Regions from separate parts of the Sus scrofa genome. Here region 1 is linked to region 2. The links are chromatin contacts, called in public HiChIP or PLAC-seq maps. All regions are on one chromosome and are shown on one strand. Each heading gives the region's core, a stretch centred on a gene start, on an enhancer-like site or on the middle of the called end of the contact. The rest is flanking DNA. Distances are from core to core; before and after follow the strand shown. Region 1 overlaps ATXN1 (ataxin-1). Region 2 overlaps ATXN1 (ataxin-1).

Region 1 (2,700 bases), core at 134-2,633, 37 kb before region 2:
GAGACTTGAGAGGGCAGAGGTTTCCCCTGATTATGGTGTTTAGATTTGGGCTGAGAACTCCTTTTTCTCTACTTAGGTCCTCTTTAACTGACACGGTTTGAACGAGTTGTTTAGCAGAAGTTTTTAGTGCTAATTGTCATAGCTGCTGAGCTGTAAACATTTACGCTTCTAACAGTCAAAGAAATTTTTTTGTGTGTCACTGTGCATGGCACATTGTCCTTTATCACACCCTGAGCTTTGGCCTCCTCTCCCTGAAGTATTTATAGTATCTTCTGTATTTATATTATTTCTATATTTTCTTCTCATTACTGACTTTCACATTAGTATTATTTAGGCCATTTAATCTTCCACTATTAGTAATATTCCACTATTAGTAATATTGTGTTACGTTGCTCTGCTGGGCTTTTAAAATATTAAGTATTCCGTTTCTTTAGTGGATATGTATTGTATAAGTCTGTAAGCGATTTTCTCGTATATTATTGTTGCAACAAATCCACTCTGCTTTGCCTTTATTCTTGCGTTTCTTCTCTGATGGAACACAGCAAGTTGTCTTAACTCTTAATTACTCTAACTAGTGTAGCAACACAAGTGCTTTTGAAATAAGTAGGCATGCCAATGCGAGAGTGAATTAATATTTTACAGCCTTTGCCTCATGTTTGACTGTTCTCTGCACTTGAGCAGAGACTGTAATTTGGACTCTATAAAACCTTATCTGCCAGGTGATATGTAAATAGGATTGTGTGTGCACACGTCGATTTGCAAGCCAGCACTCTCTCAACTGTTAGCTCATAACGCAAGCACTCTGCAAATCCCTGGTCCCCGCACCTTGTTCACAAATGATGATCAAGTATTTTGATGCCTTATTTGAAAACGACGTTACTAGATAACACCAGGATCACCCCACCCCTTAAAACATGTACTGTGTGAGAGTAAACGGAATTCTGTGCGCTTCTATTTAACGTGACCCCTATTTATATTTGTAACTCAACAAACTTCTTAACGGAGGGATAGTGTCTGCTAAGGACTTCAAGGATGTTACAGTCCAGAACAGCTTTCTTCTTCCTTAACGCTTACTGATTACCTGTGGGGAAACCAAGGCCCAGAAACCTTACTTCTGCCTCTAGGTCCCAGGCATGCAGTAGATGCTTAAATAAATACTTGGTGAATGGGTTAGCTTGAAGGAAGCCTATTTTGGCTACTGTTCATTACTTTGAAAAGTGTTGGAAGGCAATCGAAATTATTTTCCTTTCCAGCTGGGCTGTGCTCTTAAAAATAGTGAGTGTGTATGGATGAAAATAATCATGAGATGTGTTGCCATGTACCCAAGGATAATTGGCTCACTTACCTGTTTACAGATTATTCACATTGGAGATCATATTCATAGCTCCAGAATAGTTTCTTTCTGACACCCAATATAATCCTGGGCCTTCTCCTTCCTACTGTTACCTGGCGTGGGCTTAGGAAACCCAAACTAAATTTAAAACCAGCCTAAACAAATATGCAGATCAGCTCCAGTAATCAAAGACTAAAAAATCAGCCCAGCCATGACCAGTTGGGGGAGTCTTTTATAATAACAGTGCTACCGATTCCATGTAATGTGGACAGTTGGGAACCACCAGTATTTTAAAATATTTTTTGAAGAGATAGGGCTGGCACCTATGTGAGCCGTTCAAGTCCTCACCTTCTTCCATTTCTATGCGTAGGTCTTTACCTCACAAAAACTACTACAAGCACCAAGCTCCCTGATGGAAAGGTATATGGAAGCTTGATTCTTTCTCTCTTTCATTCATCCATTCACAGATTCACTCATTCATCATACAGTGGGTAATTTTTCCTTAACCATGAACAGGATGTTGTGGCAGAATGAAAGTCAAGTAGACATACATTCAGTAATTAAATCATTGACAGTTTAGCGGAAAGTCTAGTGAGTCTGTGCATACTTAAAATTTTTTTTTTTTTTCCTGCATTCGATTCTTTTTCTTTCTATCCCATTAGACTGGTGTGCTAATAACTGTGGTGTTTCATGATTCTCCCTCAGGTTGCATGTTGATGGTATAATATATGCCTCATGAAAATTAGACTCTGGCTCAATTACTATTCAATCCATGCCCATTTTCACCTGATTGTCCTGTGATTACTCTGATGTGTTTATGAGGTGATTGGTTAGAATCATTACAGAAAAGCATGACAGTAGCTGGCGCACATGGGGCGACCACGCTCTTAATTTGATTGAAGGAATGACCTTTTTTTGTGTGTGTTGGCCTCCCTCCGAGCCCTATGGAATAGAACCAGACCTGCCTTTTGCGCTGGCTGGTAGCTGTGTGATTCTCAGAACACCATGCAAAACGTGATGTTCTTCAAATTTAGATGTCAGTGCTTGGACGCCTTCAGGTGGAAATGGTTCTTAAGGCCACGTGTTCTGTTTTTCATTTTGGATTTCCTCTTCTGCATCCCCCGGACCCTTGCAGGCCGATCGTGCAGCAGATCGCCAGGGTGTCCCATTCAAGCTGCAGATTTGTCTGTCATCGTCGGACGGCGGCGGCGGCGGTGGCGGCAGCGGTGGCGGTCCCCTCTTCCTCGTCCGCGGCAGGGAAGTGTGTCTCACATCAGGTGAGAGTTTTGCCTTGCTCTCTAGTTTCCATCCGAGGATAAAGCCTGACGTGGGAAGATGTCCTACTGGCCACGTTTGCGCCCTTTGTA
Region 2 (2,700 bases), core at 158-2,657:
CTCAAGGTGGGTGGCACTGAAAGACACCCTTATCCAGGAAGAGGGCTTTCCTGGCATGGAAACTACATTCATTAGGATGAAGATCACAGGGCTGATGACCAGCAGTTTCAGTCTCTCGGCCCAGCCCCTGGCATTTATGTCAATGCCTAAAGCAGGGAGGGCATGTGGGTTGCAGGCCACCAGGAGAACCTGGCTCAGTCATCCTAGACTGTCACAAATCCCCTTGTGTGGTTCATTTTTATTTCATTGTTATCATCATTTTCTTGGAAACCTTTCATTCTAAGCCCGACAAGCCTGACTGGCAGATTCACTGTCTGATAGGTCTAGTTTTAGATTATATGCTTTTTCTTAAAGCCGTCTTCATCTGTTAACCTGCATTCATTTTTAATCTTCAGGCTCCAATCAATAATTATTCACTTGACAGTTTTTGACAGTCTGCTGCTTCATGTAGCTGTTTAGCATGAATTCAAAAGGCGATTTCTCATTCTGCACAAGTGAAGTAAAGTTGCTCTTTCATCCTCTAATTTGGGGGGTATAGAAAAATATTCATGTTTACTCTGCCCTCGGGAGTTTTTGGTATAAAAATGCTTAATAAATATTTAATAATTTTCTCTATAAGAAGATCTGTAAAACATTAACATTTTCTGTTGCATTTTGCTTATGTCAGAAATTCACTTGAGAGTACGGATTTCTGTTCATGGGAATTGATACTATGAGGTTAGCTCCTCAACAAATGTTTATTGAATACTCATTGTGTGCAAGGCATTATGTTAAATGTGATGGGAAATTAGTACATGGCCCCCAGGAAATGTAGTGGTCATGGAAACAAAACCACTACCAAAATGATGATGGGTAGAAATACTTAAAGAATGATAATCTTATCTTGCTGCCTTATCTGCACTTAGGATAATCCTACTTGGAAATTCCACGTGAAAAGTAGGAACAAAAGTGCATGGTTATCTCTGTGTCTACATTATACATACACGCACATGTGAACACATTGTAGTCAAGGGCAAACCTACCCCAAGTCTAAACAGAAGGGGGAAATGTTCTTTTTCACCAGAATCATAGTGTTAGAATTCTTGGCAGTTCAGATGATCTCTGCCATAGCTGTTGGTTTACATTTTGATAATTTACCAATGAGCATGTAATGTTTAATTCTTAGTTGGGTTGTGGCACCAAACACAGCATTTCCAATGAAACACACTGCAAATGTGAAAGTAAGAGTTTTCCTTGGGAACGAGCAGCTCACTTACTCATCGGTTCTTCTGGGAGTAGGAGTGCGACCTAGAGGTTAGAAGTTCTGAAACAGAAGAAGGAAATCAGACCATGTGACAGTGAACAGGAAAGGAGGTGCTTAATACTCCCGCTCCTTTGCAGTGAGCTTGGCTTTTCCTCCTTGGTCTGGGGCCCTTTGGCTTCCCATATCCTGGCATGATTTAGGGAAGCAGGCACTGACCTTCTGGTGCCCTCTCTTTCATTTTACTCCAGGCATATTACTAAGCAAAATACATTGTCATATTTCTGTGGCTAAAGCGTTTCAGATTTTGGTACTGAGCCTTTGTATTTAAGCTTAATAGGGCAAAAGAGCTAGCATTTTGTGGACGTCACTGACCCTTTACCACAATTGAGGTTTTTTTTGTTTTTGTTTTTGTTTTTTTTTGCTTTTTAGGGCCCCACCTGCAGCATATGGAAGTTCCCTTGGCTGGGGGTCAAATCAGAGCTACAATTGCCGGCCTACACCACAGCCACAGCAACATCAGATCTGAGCTGCATCTGCAACCTACACCACAGCTCACGGCAACACTGGATCCTTAACCTATTGAGTGAGGCCAGGGATCTAACCCACATCCTCATGGATACTAGTCAGTTTTGTTACCTCTGAGCCACAACAGGAACTTCCACAATTGAGATTTTTATAGAAACCTTACATAAACTTCATTGCACCTGATGATGGCAGCTGAGCCGGTCACTAATTAGGACTATGAGTACTTGGCTGTTGCTCTTTTTGACTCTGCTCTGGGTTTTGTTTATTTATTTTTTATGGCTGCACTCATGGCATATGGAAGTTTTCTGGGCCAGGGATTGAATCTGAGCCACAACTGTGATTTACGCTGCAGCTGTAGCAATCCTAGATTGTTTAACCTGCTCTACTGGGCTGGGGATCAAACCTGAGTCTCTGTGGTGACCCAAGCCACTGCAGTCAGGTTCTTAACCCACTGCACCACAGTGGGAACTCCTGCTCTGGATTTTAGCTTATTTCATTAAATCTGCTGCTGATTTTCATTGTCTGCACGCACATGGTTGCAAATGTAACTCTCTCCTGAAGCAGCCAGTGCTTTGGCTCCATTGTCCTGTAAAGGCTGGGGAAATCAGTTGAAAAGAAGCTAAGGTAGAAGTGGTGTGTAAGCCACGCTGTCAGGCTTGCTCTCCATGCGCTCACCACCTTCAGGCCCTCAAGCCCAGAGATGGCTTCAGGTCTGTGCCTAGGGCTGGGTCACACAGACTCGGAGAATTAAGTGACATCTGAGCCAGAGCTGGCACCGTTATACCGACTTGCTAATAATTCACAATGAATCATCACTGATAGATCCTCAGGCCCCTGCGATTAGCACATGCTCTTTGTCAAGCTACCTGGGAATGTAGATAATACTTGGAAGCTCCTCTGTTGATTGATTCACCTTGAGAAATTGCTGCTCT

What was found. HiChIP or PLAC-seq counts read pairs in DNA pulled down with a chosen protein or histone mark.
Region 1: a contact with region 2 is called in an H3K27ac HiChIP or PLAC-seq map of skeletal muscle. The contact joins two enhancer-like sites. A contact is called at or near these places in 1 of 5 promoter capture datasets (liver), 14 of 47 Hi-C or Micro-C datasets (alveolar macrophages, blood, brain and 8 more) and 2 of 2 datasets of contacts at active chromatin or transcription factors (alveolar macrophages and skeletal muscle).

The regions. Positions count from the first base shown.
Region 1 is chr7:12,713,639-12,716,338 of Sscrofa11.1, reverse strand. ATXN1 (ataxin-1) reads left to right here. Exons shown (of 8, transcript XM_021099774.1): 2 at 2,469-2,610. Among named protein-coding and RNA genes, the nearest start is that of ATXN1, 16 kb to the left of the region's middle. Within about 2 kb of position 1,383, at least 29 of the 83 cell types and tissues checked have an H3K27ac peak or open chromatin away from gene starts, as enhancers often do. A contact at or near this core is called in alveolar macrophages, retroperitoneal adipose tissue and skeletal muscle, where this site is marked.
Region 2 is chr7:12,676,723-12,679,422 of Sscrofa11.1, reverse strand. The region is part of intron 2 of ATXN1 (ataxin-1); the gene reads left to right. Among named protein-coding and RNA genes, the nearest start is that of ATXN1, 53 kb to the left of the region's middle. Within about 2 kb of position 1,407, at least 9 of the 83 cell types and tissues checked have an H3K27ac peak or open chromatin away from gene starts, as enhancers often do. A contact at or near this core is called in alveolar macrophages, retroperitoneal adipose tissue and skeletal muscle, where this site is marked.